Linked DNA regions of Mus musculus: all the other regions are linked to region 3. The links are chromatin contacts, called in public ChIA-PET and HiChIP or PLAC-seq maps. All regions are on one chromosome and are shown on one strand. Each heading gives the region's core, a stretch centred on a gene start, on an enhancer-like site or on the middle of the called end of the contact. The rest is flanking DNA. Distances are from core to core; before and after follow the strand shown.

Region 1 (4,632 bases), core at 1,357-3,856, 240 kb before region 3:
AAAGCGAGGGAGCAGGAAGGGGCGGGGAGGGAGCATGGGAGACAAATGAGATGGGAGAGAAAGAAGCACTAAGCAGCAGCTTCCTGCAACCATGACCTCACATTGCCCCATGGTTTCCATAGCAACCATGACCCGAGCCAGGCCTCAAATGACCCCTGAACTGATGAACAATAGTAAGTAGCATTCCAGCTCTTCACAAGACTCAGAGCAGCTGCTGAGATGGACCCAGGCTCCCTCACCTTATTTAATGAGAAGGTTCTGTTCTTTGCAACCTCACAGAGCCCAGTCAGGGTTTCCTGGTCTTAGTTTTTAATCTTTTAGAAAATCACTGAAGGAAAACGACTTGAATCAAAACACCAATAAAGAAATATGCAAATGGCCAATAAGCTCATGAAAGTATGTTCAGTGTCATTAGATATTGAGGCAATGAAAACCAAAAGTACAGCGGGAGACCCACCTCACAGCCTCGGGAGAGCTCAAAAGACATTAGAACTGAAGACAGGCACAGTGCATGCATACAATACTGGTAGTACAATACGTGGTAGCCACCACAGGGAAGAGTTTGGCAATTTAGACTTTGACAGAATGTCATAGTTAGAACAGAGCAGCATACAGCCACAATCTCTACTCCTAACTATATACCCAAAGGTCACAGAAGAGGCATTCAAATGACACCTGCACAGCTCTCATAGGGACGATAGATAGTCAGAACCCCATAAAAGTGCAGATAAGGAACCATCCATGAGTGGGTAGACAGGTTTGGGAATAGATGTGCAATGGCATGTGACTTAGCTATGAAGGAGACTGAAAACTGATACACACTGCCAAGTACATGGACCTTGAAAACACTGCTATAGGAAAGAAAGCAGCCACAGAAAGCTATACAGTGTATAAACCCACTTCCATAAAACAGCAGCAATGAGCACATTCACAGAGATACAAAGCTGTGGGCCAGAATTTGCCCAGGGCTTGAGGAAAATGGGGGAGGGCAACTATTTGTGGGTATATAAGTTACTTTGTGGTGGTAAACAGTGCTAGAAATATGTCACACACAGCTACATAGCACTCTGAAAATACGAAATGCACAATTGCACTCTGCTGGGTGGTTAGAATGATTCCTTGTATATGAATTTTATAATAATGAAAAAAGTTTGTGGAAAAAGTACTTCATGACACTTGTTCATTTATTTGCTTATATATGTGACATGTATATAAACACATATGCACACTCGCGGTGACATAAACAGAAACTGAAATGATATGTAAAGCATACCAAGGGTGTGCTAATAGTAATCCATAGTTAGGTGTTGGCTGTGTGTTTCTGATTAGATGTATATGTAATAACCATGTCCATCATTTATAACATTGTATCATTGTAATTTAGAAGACGTATATAGTCTTCATTATAATAACCATTTCAACTTACAATTCTGCTACAGATACAATAGACACCTTGCACCCGGCTGTGTGTGCTTCTGGTGCCTTTGGGACCTGGGCTGTTCTTATCCCACAGTGGTCAAGTCTTGGCTGAACGACACCCAGATTCTCCGAGTAGTCTCTCAAAGTCTCCAACCTCACATGAACGTTACGGTCAGCCTGGGGCTGGAGAATGTTTTCTACAATGGAGTAAAAGCCAATGATTAGCATGCGTCTGTTCAGTCTGTCTGGTCTAGCCTCTGGGTGAAGAGAGATACTCAGTACAGATCACCTGACCTTTTATGTTACTAGTTTAATTTGATAATTTGACCCCACCATTTAAACTGGCTCAATGATGGGGTCCAGTCAGTAAAGAGATAAATAGATATTTGATACTTCAAAAGAACATTACAGATCTTTGCAAAAATAATGTAAATTTCTCAAGCAAATGACAGAGTGTATTGAGAAAGACACCAAGGGAAACACTCTTGCATTTTATTTATTTTGCCTATCAAAATAGACCAAAAGCCGTTCATCCTCTTGATCGGCAGGTGGCGCTGTGAACGTATCTTTGAAATTGAAAACACAAAAGCCATTTTCTTTAATCCCTCAATTACATAGGACATTTGAAATGATTTGTTTTAATCGGAATAAATGTCACTGTTAGTGACAGTAGATAATCCCTAAAATTCTCAAATCCTCCGCAAATGTTAATGGAATCACTTCATAGAAATAGCTTTTCAAATATTATCCGTAAGCTTAATAAACTGGGTTCGTTATGAACGGACTGGGTTATTTTCCTGTATATCGTCCTTGATTGCAGCTTCACACACAGCTATCTATTTAATCCTGGAAAACTCAGACGTTATTATTCCCGCTTCTCAAAGAGAAAATCGGGTCTCACACGGGTTACATTTTTTTTTACCCAAGTCCCATACCCCATTGATGAAGAGAATCACGCTTCAAAATCAAGCCTGGCTCCCTGGTGCTTAACCACAGCACGAAAGCATTTCAAAGGCAGAGCTAAATTGGTGAAAGTGTAGTAGATTGTAGTAAGGACTGAACAGGCTCAGGGGATTTTTAAATGCTAATTTCATTCCACCTTCAGTGCCATTTCTATTCAAATCACACAGATTGTTTAAAAACGAAAACAAGTCTGACCTTTTTTTTTTCCTGTGGGGAAAGTCTGGAGTCAGGAGTCAAACAGAGCTTCACAAAGACCTGGAGCCACACTCCCACACCCCTGTAGACAGAGACCTTTAGGCTGTGTAAAGGGGAATCTCAAGAAAGGAGCGGGGCTGCCCAGCAGTGAAAGGGGGAGAAAGAGATATGCAATTTGCATATCTAAAATTTGACCTTTTTGTGATCAGATAATCTTTTGCCCTATGAAATAGAAAAATCTTTGCCCACTGTGATCCCATTCTGAACTTTAAAAAGCATACAGAGTGCAAATTTGAAAAGTTTTATGTGATGTAGGAGCAACCAAACGTTCTAAGTCTGACACGCAGATCCAATGTAGTCAACTATGAAGGTTATTAAATGGACATGAGACATCTCTCTTTTCTTTCTAAAAGCAATTGTTACTCAGGCCTGAGGCTTAACTGAGGCTTTTCAGCTCCTGGCACTAGGGCCTCCCATTATGAGTCGAGTCACCATTTGTCCTGGGAGAAGGAACACTGAGCACATGGACAGTATTTCAGCTAGGTGAATACTTACCCTGGTACTTAGGACAGACAGTACAGTAGTGCGCTGGCCAGTTTCACACTGTCCCTCTCATAAAGCTCTCTACGGTCACACCTGAACATCAGCCCTATGACATCAGTGCCGGCTTAGCTGCCAATGTAACAGTCCACAATCACCTGGAAAAATATTCTTAACAAGGAATTATCTAGATCAGGTTGGCTTGTAGGCTTGCCTGTGGGGTTGGGGGAGTTTTAATTCATGTAAGACTGAGCCATTTCAGGTGGCACCATTCCCTAGGCAGGTTTCCAATAGCAGAAGAGAGGCGAAAACTGCTGAGAGCAAGCAAACAAGCAATAATCAGTATATTCTCTCTTTGCTCGTGACTGTGGATATGATGTGAACAGTTTCCCAAGTTCCTGCTGCCTTGACTTCCTGCACAAGATGAATAGAATCCTAGAATCTGGAGCTAAAACAAGCTTGTTCTCCCCCTAAGTTGCTGGTTGTTAGGGTGTTTGTCTTAGCAGCAGGAAAGAGACTAGAACATCTTACCTCTTTAATGGGATGTCAGGACACAGTCGGGAAGAGAAAAACACCTCAGGCTTGTCCTAGGACAGAGATAGCAGGTCACAGAAGTGTCATGGAATGAGCACTGGACAAGGCTATCCCAAGAGATCCCAAAAGAGGGGCCCAGCTTCTACCCCACTCCGTCCACACCGCCTTTCCACCATAGTCCATTTTTTCCCCATTACTATCACTTCTGGTGCGGCAACCAGCAGAGCTCACATTCAAAGCACAATGTGACACTTGCTTTCTAAGTAAATAGACATTCGTTTCCTAGAAATCCTGGTGACTGAGTGACAAGGCATGGCCCTTCACGCCCCTGAAGGAACAGCGGGACCTGTTCTTTCTGTATAGATAGTACACATTTCTATAATAAAAGTTAGATAAAAGTTAACACACACCCTAATTGCAAGTATTAACATGTTTAGCTGAAAATATGAATCAAAGTCTTTCTTTAATTAAACATCAAAATTTTGTCTCATTAACTGGCTCCAGTTGTCCACGGTGGAGGGGGCGGGGGGGGGGGGAGATGTTTTTCTGGAACTTTATTTTCTTATCTCCTTCTACTTCCTATCCAGTCACTTTTTCCAGAGTCAGTGGGGGCTAGATAAGGGAGAGAATGAATGAAGTAGATGAGAGCTACTATTTCCAGTCAGATCCCAGCTCCCTGGGTCTGGCAGGAGCAAGGGCTAAGTGCTTTATAGAGACATCTGTACAGCTTCTTCAGAGAGGCCCAAGCCTTTGGATTCTCTTCCGAAGCACTCTTGACTAGGCAGAGTTTTCACGTGTTCTAAGCATGCTCTACCATGGTGCTGCCCCAGCCCCAGCCCCAGCCCCAGCCCCAGCCCCAGCCCCAGCCCCAGCCCCAGCCCCAGCCCAGCCCCAGCCCCAGCCCCAGCCCCAGCCCCAGCCCCAGCCCCAGCCCCAGCCCCAGCCCCTGCCCCAGCCCCTGCCCCAGCCCCAGCCCCAGCC
Region 2 (4,541 bases), core at 1,546-4,045, 220 kb before region 3:
ACACAGGGGTGTGGGAGGTGCTCATGTCAAGGGCTTCCCAGGGAGTGAGATGTTTCAGGTCCCCAGGGTTCCCTTTGATTAATCACCACCTATGCTTCAGAGAGGTCTGACATCTCTACCCCAAAAGGAAACAGATTAGAAAGCCACCTGGTCTGTTACCTCGGGAGGTAAGTCCTGTTGAGGCACCTCTGTTTAGAAAAGTAGGAGAGGTCAGGTGGGGCCACTGATCCAGTGTCTGGGATCCATGTCAGATGTCACTGGATCCTTCTGTCTGTTCAGGTGTATGAATGTGTGGTGGCCTCGCGTGGTTGTCTGTTCTGTGTCTCTCTATGTGCATGTGTGTCTCTGTGTGTCTTTCTATGTGTTTCTGTCAGTTCTGTTTACCTGTATTGACGACTGGCTTTCCCTGGTATGAGAATCCCCTAGCCTTAAGACCTGTGTCCCCTCCTGTTGGAGACCTGTATATATTTTTTTTTCTTTGCCAGAGAAACCCTAAAAACCTCCACCTGAACCACTCAGAGAGCAGGAACATTTGCTTGTTTTGTTACTTGACTTCTGCTCACAGTTAAAGTAGGTTCCCATGTAGTGGGTGGGGAGAAGCTGGGGCCCTCAGCCCCCTGCCATCTAATTAAAATGCACACAAAAAGGAGGAAATGGTTTCTCCAGGTGAGTCCCTCTCTCCTCTCCTCTGTGCCTGCTATAAGCAGCCCCAGGAAAAGGGGATATGTTCCCCTGGCTGAGCCCAAAGGAAAAGAAAAAGTTTCACTCCTTTCTTTTTTGTGATTTATGTCTCCTTTAAACCAATGACCCACAAAACCCACCACTCTCTGAAATAAAGTTAAAAAATAAACAAAATGGATTTTCCCTTCTGTTCAACATTGACCAAGGAGTCTTTAAACAGCTTTGGCTAGGTCCTTTGGAATGGATTGAAAACAAAATGGTTACTAAAAAGATTTCCTTTGTCACCCAGTTGGCCCCAGATATTAGAAAAGAAGTTATAAAAGTTAAAAAAATTAAAAGTATAAACAAATTAAAGGGATAAGTAGGTCCTAATTGCTGGAGATAGCTTAAAGGGTGTTTAAGAACACAAAACTGATTAGGAGACCATTTTCATAAACTGACACTTGTGCAAAAAAAGTCACTGTCGCCTTCTCTGATGATGAGACAGTTAGATTTACAGATATTCAACAAAATATTAGTGTCTCACCCTCTATCAGGAAAAACAAACAATCAAGCCCACAGGAATGGCCCAACAGCTAGCTCCTATAATTATTCAACTAACCAGTTCAGCTACATCTATCCAGATTAAACAATACCCAAGGATCCTGGAAACAAAAGTGGAAATTGAAATCCATATTGCCTGGGTTGAAGAGATAGACATACTGGTGACCTGCCAGTAACTCTGGAATATGCCTCTCCTGCCTGTGAAGAAATCTGGGACCTCTGATTCTGAGAGTGATTCTTCCAGAGAAAGAGGTGTCTTAGACTTGAAAGGTGTGTTCTTCAGCCTCTCATTGGCAGAGGTGAGCCAATACATCTTTACTTAGAAATGAAAAGACCCAATGGGAGATTACAGTGGGCAACATAACTGAACTAGGTTGCCCCAGTATTTAAAGACACTAAATGCAGACTTCCTGTCTTTCTGTCAAAGGTTTCCTAGGAAAATAGTTGCTTATGGAGTGTAGACGTAGGACTATAGAATGTCAGCTAAGAAAGCCCAAATTTATACATCAGAGTCTACTTATCTTGGCTACCATAAGGAGAGACAAAATGAGCCTGTTTCAGAGTAGGATTTCTGCCATCCTTAAGATCCCAATTGCAAAGACGGAGAGACAAGTTTGAGAGTTTGAGATCTGAGAGACAGGTACAGCAGGATATTGCTGCCTCTGGGTACCAAAGTTTCTGGAAACAGCAAGGTCTGTATAACCAGCACAAAGGAGGACACTGAGCCTGTAATCTGGACTGAGATAAAACAGAAGACAAAAAGTGGTTCTAACACAAACTTTGGTGTCATGGGAGTGTCCTGTAACATGCCTGTCAAAACCACTAGACTCTGTAGTTACAGGATGTCCGCATCTATCTAAGAGCTGTGGCTGTTTCTGCTAGTTTAATGAAAGAAAGCAAACAAGTTAACTCTGGATCAAGGTCTTATATTCACAGCACCCATGACAGAGTTGAAGCTGTCCTCTGAGCAGCTCTAGAACACTATCAAGTGACTATATAAGTCAGGACCAGGCCCTTCTCCTGGCCCATCCTTGAATCCAGTTTGAGAAACCCATTGCCATTAATCTTGCTACTCTTTTCCCTGGCGATGTCCCACAGGTATTCATCCATGACTGTCAGGAGGTGAAAGATAAAAAAACAGGTACTTGAGAGCTGCAGTAGTTCCTTTAACTGAAATGATCTGGGCCCAAGCCAGGTACCTCAGCCCAGAGAGCAGAACAGGTTGATCGGACCCTAGCTATCAGACAGGGAAAAGAAAATTCCACCAACATTTACATGGACCATCAGGTATGTTTTTACTTCCAGACATGTCCACAGTATAATCTATAGAGAAAGAGGGCTTCTCACCACTAGGAAAAAGAATATTTTAAAAATCTTGCCTTTCCTTGAGGCCATTTGGCTCCCACGACAAAGTGCTGTTCTCCATTGCTGGGCTGCTGACCTGGTTGCTGGACAAATGGCACTAAGACCAGTGGGGCCTGTTGATATTCTGATGTCATACCACAATATGGTACAGCCTGAGCCTCCATGGTAAAGAAGAAATGCACAGCTCACACCTGGTGCTCGATGGAGGACACAAGAGTAAAAATCATTCTCCCAGAAACAACTGGCAGGACTCTGGGAACTGACCTTCACCAGGCTACTCATCTGAGGTCCACAAAACTTTCTGAGCTGCTCAGACCATGATATGTTATACCTAGACTGTATGCCTAGCACAGAATGTCTCAGTCAGATACCCAGTTTCTGCTCAAGTGAATTCAAAGTCCAGGAAGTGGTCCAAATAAGAGATCAAAAGCCCCACAAACTCTAGGGAAACTGATTTCACCAAGATCCAGCCTGCTGGGGGAGGATAAAAGTACTTGGTAGTTTTTAAAGATTCTTTTTCTGGATAGGTAGAAACATCCTCTACCCAGGCTGAAGCTGCTTAAATAGGAGCTAAGATGATCCTCTAGAAATTGATCCCCTAAAAGAAAGAAAGGAAAGGAAAAGAAAAGAAAAGAAAAGAAAAGAAAAGAAAAGAAAAGAAAAGAAAAGAAAAGAAAAGAAAAGAAAAGAAACTGTTCCCCTAACATAGCCTCTCCCTTAACAATTGGGGTTAGCAGCCTGACTTTCATAGTCAAAACCTCTCAATTAATATCTAAAGCCTTAGACATACATTGAAAACTTCATTGTGCATGTAGACCTCAGGGTTCTGGCCAGGTAAAAAGAATAAACAGGACATTAAAAGAAACTTTAACAAAACTCTCATTAGAGTCTGCCAGAGGGTAGATAGATCTCCTTCCTTTGCTTTAGCCCACTGGTCCCCATACCAGTGGATTTATGTTCTCCTTGAGATTATGTTTGGAAGACCTTCCCCAGGCTCAGACACCAGCAGTTGGCAGAACTCTCTAACCGTTCCTTTCTCAAGTTACCATAGGTACTCCAGTCTTCCATAAAGGCTGTCCATTGGTGTATTCAAGAGAGCCAGCTGACCTCCTAATCCATCACCAGTTTTCCTTTGTCCCAGCCCAGTGACATTGTCTGTGTCAGGCAGATAGCCAACAGGGCACTGAAATCAACTAGAAAGGGACTCTACACTGTGATTCTCTCCAATCCTAAGGCTGTGAAGATATCTGGCATTACAGATATCATTACAGGTTAAGAAAGAAGAAGCCATAGATGCTGCTGCCAAATAAACCATCTCCAGACTTAAAATTAAGGTTTCAATGAGCCCTGGGCCCTTACACTCCCTGCCCCTCTACTTTCTCCTGAGACTTGTGTTTAATATAAATACAGGGTTATGGTCCGACCCTCAGGGCCTTCAAGTTTGGACCTAGGAATTGAAGAAGTCAGCTCCAGAGAAGGTATTAACTAGTATGACTGTAGACCAGAAATCATATTCCACCTTGGCCTTTACTTATTGACCCCCTACTTTAAGTATGTGGTTGTATGAAGAAAAGGAGAAACGGGAATTTATATTTTGAGATCAGAATACAGAGTTTAAAATTCTATACATGCCTCGTTGCTAGATACCCTGGCTGCCAAAACCAAGAGAGTTTCCATCACAAAGGTGGAAAATTAAATTTGAGTTTTTTCTAAAGAAAATTCTTTAAAAGATTCTGGCCTTTGGAAAACACAAAAAAACCCAGGGAACTTGACTCTGCCATAGAAAGAGTTCTTGGGAATAGAGTTAATCCTTTCCAGCCAAAGATCAGTCAGGTTTGTGGATTGTGCTTTGATACCCAGTCCACGTACTACAAATGGATAGGGAAGGACTCAGCCCACTGACTGACAAAATCACTGTGATTAGGCACAGCCCAAATTAACATTAGATGGCT
Region 3 (4,642 bases), core at 475-2,974:
ACAACACAACACTATACAACACAACACAACACAACAGAACACAACCTACCCCTTTTCCGGGTTTTGAACCGCTGGCCTGTTAGTACTGGCTTCTGATGCTTATTCATAAAATTACTGAAAAAGAAAAACAACATTTATGTACTTTAAAACAGCATTCCAAACAACCCTACGTAGATCATCAGTACATGGTCAACCCCAACCATGTGGGAATAGGGCTTTTACACTACTGGACTGGCAACATGTGAAAGTTTACCAAGAACCACTTTTGGCAAAGGTTGGGAAACAACCACCCACATCAACGTTGGCAGAAGTTAGACTTCATGCCACACTTTTGGGGAGTATATGGTGAATATCTGTGAATACTTACATGTGTATACCGTGCAGTCTAACAATTACTTTCCCCCTGCTGTCCTACAGCTGCACTCACACACCAAGGCAAACATACATGTATGTGAAATACAGTTGTAGCATTCCACACGCATTTAGTTACGTAAATCACAACTTAGCCACTGCATAGAACATTGGCAGCCTCAGGAAAGGATGAATTAGATCTAACTCTGCTGTATCGCAGGTTCTGCTTCTAGCTCTGATGATGGGAGTTATGTCAAGACCCCATTTTCCCCATCATGCATTGCGTTGCAACCTCACTGACTTGTGCTTTTTGCTCCAAAAGACAAGATGAAATCTAGTTTCTGAGGCCACATACTGGCTTCTTCTAGGTCGACTCCCCCAGCTGATCCTGTTCCTTTCTCTGTGCATACTCTCATGCCTCCTCTGCAGAGGACTTCCTGTCTGATAGAAATGTCCCCTGCTTCCTGTGTGTGTTGACTAGTGTTCTGCTCCTTCTGTCTTCAGGACCAGTCATTTTATTGTCATCTGATTGATCTAAGACCTAAAAATCTAGGACCATTTTTAAGGCCTAAAAATTAAGCAGCGTATAAGCATTTAAATGCTTACCTGGTAAGCAGCTATGCTAACATGGGATGATGTTCAGTTGTCAATAGGTAAAAATTCTATTAAAGAATGTAAAGTGTAACTTACTTGCCTAAAAAGAGGGTAAATATGTGATTCTCATATGTAAGAAAAAATTAAATATTCATACATAAAATGTATTCTTTAGGACCTTTTAACAATGAATAACCTGTTGGCATGAATATATACCAAAAATACCTAGACTGCTTAAGTTATAGAGGCGAAGTAAGACAGTACATGTTATTCAAACAGGCTACTGAATTTATCATCTACCATTTAAAAAAGTGTGACTTGAAGCTAATCTTGGTGGCACAGGCCTATAATCCCAGCTACTTGGGAGGCTGAGGCAGGAGGATTTCCAGTTTAAGTCTTGCTTGGGATACAGAAAAAAGTTCTAGGCCAGCCTTGGCAACTAAGTGAGACCTTGTCTCAAAATGAATGAATCAATAAAAAATTAACAAAAGGGGTTACCCAAGCAATTATTACTTCATGAAGTTTAAAAGGGTCATTAGGAATATGAAAAAACAAATATGTCACTTCACAGAATAAATGTTCCTTCCTAGGGCTGGGGCTATTCCTTGGTGGTAGAACACTTGCCTGGCACGATCTTGGTCTCATGCTCCATCCCCACAGCCACCAAAACCAAACCAAACCACAATTTCCTTTCTCACCAATCGCTCTGACGAAGTAAAAGTAACTGCAAACAAAGCAACAGATGCAGAAACACAGTCGGTCGATTGTGCCACCGGCGCCGAGTTTCTAACAACTTCATCTAGTGAAAGGAAGTGCTTTGAGATATAAGGATGCCAGCCTGAGAAGATGAGGAGTAAGTCTAAGTCCTTAAGAGGTGCCAATAGTTACAACATCAGACCCTTCATCAGTGGCACCGCCTGTTTCACGTGATGGACACTGGGTTGGAAAAGAAGCACCACACGGGGATCACTTACATCAACTGTGAGAACCACCCAGAAACCTCCCTGGTAACTTTTCTCTCAGATGCACCCTTGGCCAGCAAACCTTTAATTGATGCAAAAGTGGTAACGTCTATGTCTTCCTCAACATGTCCACTGCACTCCCCCCCCATACAGACACCCCCAAATGTATTATCCCTCAACTCCCAGAAATCGTTCAGTGTTCAAGTCTCATTAGAAAACGTGGAAACAAAAATAAAATGAAAAAAAAATGCAACTCTGTCAAAATGTCTTTATCTTATAAGTATTTGGAAAAACTCAAGTGTGAGCTTTCTCTCAAAATTTTTGATCCAAAACACAAACCTAAGGACTTAATTAACACTGTCTTTGCACCTTATTCACATTTTTATGTCTATCAGAGAATGACCACAGAACACATCTAACTTTTAAATCAGTTCTAAGTGCTTACATTTTTCTTCACAGCCTGCTTATGGAACTTATTGTCAACACCATCTATCTATTCTATGTGGAGAATAACTGGATGATATGGAAACATACATGTGTTAATACATGCCAACAAATCTGAAACAAAACCTGTCTCTCACATTCCGAGACTGAGGACGCTGGGGTATCTGTCACTGGGCTGTTACTATTTGCAGCAGAGGCACACTTCCCTCTAAATTTAGCTCATCATGGCTACAGTATAACCCGCTCCAGTGAGGGCCAGCCTGCATAAGGTCCTCGCTGAGCCCATGTGAAAAATCCTGGCCTGAGAAAAGCCAGATCACTTGGGATTAAGAAATAGACAGAGCTCAAACCTAGAACAATATCAAAGAATGGGCAGCAAAGAATAGTCTAGAGGACACCATTAAAAGTACACCTTCTATGGTTGCTTATTATTATTTAGTATTATATTTACCACACCACATTATAACCTGAAGCCAGTTAACTAGATACAAAGTAGCATCGTTCTTTGCCCCACACTGGAAAACCTGGTGGGTGTGGCAGAAGCCCATTAGTAATCCTACTAATACTTTGGAGGCTGAGGTGGGGTTGGGTGGGGAGGTCACAGTTTTGATGTCAGCCAGGGCTACTCAGACCCTACGTCAATTGGAAAGATACACACTGTATCAAGCCAAGCACAGATGATCTATCAGAAAGGACTTGATCCTTCCCTGCCTCTTTGAGTGAAGGATGGTTTGCCCCAGTACTTGGAAGTTTGCTCATACATTCTGGCGTGGTCTGCTGTTGTTTGGTCTGGTTTAGTTTATCTCTAAATTCTGATAGCCTCCTTCCATGACGTACATACTACTGCACTATGCACATGACACATCTTCAATTTAGGACCATAAAGCAGAAGTCACAATTTTTTTTTTCCTGTAAAAGGACAGAGAAATACATCTCAGCTTTATGGTCTCATCTCTGTTTCAATTGCTACGGTCTGAAGAAGCCATCTGCAAATGAGTCCTGCAAAGATGGCTCAGAGGGCAAAAGCTTTCATCTACAAAGCTGATGATGTGAGTGAGGTTGATTTCTGAAACCCATTAGGGAGGAAGAGACAGGACTGATTCCATAAAGTTGTCCTCTGATCTCCACATATGCAGTCACACATGTCCTTCTCTCCTGTCCCCATGTGTGCACACCTTACACTCATGTGTACACAAAGACCTTAAAATTTTTAAAAGGAGAAAATATGAAAACAAATGGTTATGGCTATATGGCAGTAAAACATTACTGCCAAAGAAGGTAGTAACCCAGCTGAGACCACGTCCTCCCATGTCTGACAATGAACAATGCATTCAGTATGTCTATGTATAATAAAAGAATGGCTTTGTTTACAGTCTCTAACACAGTACCAAGTAGGTATATTTAACCACTGAACCTTTTAGTAGGATTGAATACCTAAATGTTTAATTTTATTTCATTCTCATTAGTTAAAATTTAAATAATCAATCAGACTAATGGTTACCATATTAGACCATGTGATTTTTAAAACAAGTCTTATGGCTTCAAATACTTAATAAAAACATATCTGAAAAACTGTATGTTTTCTTAAATTCTGTGTATGTCTGTGTGCATGAAAGAATTTGCCCAGGCCATTGGATTCCCTGGAGTTACAGGCAGTGGTGAGTCAACCGATATAGGTACTGGGGACCCAAACTCAAGTCCTCTTAACAGTCCACACTATCTCCTGATCTGACTATCTGCAGAATTTCTAGTTAATATTTCTCCAATAGAGTATCTTTGAGAATCATTTTGCCCAATTTTCAAAGCAATATGTTGTGGGAAAGAAAAGAAGCCTTGAAAAGAAAATTCACAAAGCAACTGCTATAAGCAGTCAATACTGCTTACAATTGTGGAGGGGCCAGATTTCAGGCTTCAAATGGGTAGGAGAGCAACCTCACCTGCAAAGCAGCAAGTCTTCTGCAAGGCTGTCACACCAGCACACAACTCAACGGAACTGTTCTCAAGGAGCACTCTGGGTTTGTTTCCAAGATTCAAGGATTACCGCTTATTTCAACTTCTCATAAAAGAAAGACACTTCACCGTTAAAGGAATTAAAAATTACCCCTTGCCATTAGTGTTTCTCGATTTTCAAACAGCTAACTATAAGAAACATCAAATCTTTAATGTAATATATTTGATATAGGAAAAACTTCCAAGTTGATGATGTATATGTACGTGTATAATACTGGCCTCGGAGATTTCTGAGTGTCACCTGAAAGCTAGGACCAAAGAACAAATCCATCAGTTACATA

What was found. ChIA-PET counts read pairs in DNA pulled down with a chosen protein or histone mark. HiChIP or PLAC-seq counts read pairs in DNA pulled down with a chosen protein or histone mark.
Region 1: a contact with region 3 is called in an H3K27ac HiChIP or PLAC-seq map of regulatory T cell precursor, with 6 times the contacts expected there. The contact joins two enhancer-like sites. A contact is called at or near these places in 1 of 15 datasets of contacts at CTCF or cohesin (the NIH/3T3 cell line) and 4 of 115 datasets of contacts at active chromatin or transcription factors (bone marrow-derived macrophages, forebrain, neural tube and 1 more).
Region 2: an RNA polymerase II ChIA-PET map of memory CD8 T cells shows a contact between it and region 3, with 13 read pairs. The contact joins two enhancer-like sites. A contact is called at or near these places in 1 of 39 promoter capture datasets (the 3T3-L1 cell line), 1 of 115 datasets of contacts at active chromatin or transcription factors (memory CD8 T cells) and 1 of 9 other capture datasets (adipose tissue).

What each region holds. Positions count from the first base shown.
Region 1 is chr12:35,894,420-35,899,051 of GRCm38.p6, forward strand. No RefSeq gene overlaps it. Among named protein-coding and RNA genes, the nearest start is that of Agr3, 29 kb to the right of the region's middle. Within about 2 kb of position 2,607, at least 48 of the 459 cell types and tissues checked have an H3K27ac peak or open chromatin away from gene starts, as enhancers often do. A contact at or near this core is called in regulatory T cell precursor, where this site is marked.
Region 2 is chr12:35,913,001-35,917,541 of GRCm38.p6, forward strand. No RefSeq gene overlaps it. Among named protein-coding and RNA genes, the nearest start is that of Agr3, 10 kb to the right of the region's middle. Within about 2 kb of position 2,796, at least 16 of the 459 cell types and tissues checked have an H3K27ac peak or open chromatin away from gene starts, as enhancers often do. A contact at or near this core is called in memory CD8 T cells, where this site is marked.
Region 3 is chr12:36,134,842-36,139,483 of GRCm38.p6, forward strand. It overlaps Bzw2 (basic leucine zipper and W2 domains 2), which reads right to left. Exons shown (of 12, transcript NM_025840.3): 2 at 50-114. The coding sequence starts at 107. Among named protein-coding and RNA genes, the nearest start is that of Bzw2, 20 kb to the right of the region's middle. Within about 2 kb of position 1,725, at least 43 of the 459 cell types and tissues checked have an H3K27ac peak or open chromatin away from gene starts, as enhancers often do. A contact at or near this core is called in memory CD8 T cells and regulatory T cell precursor, where this site is marked.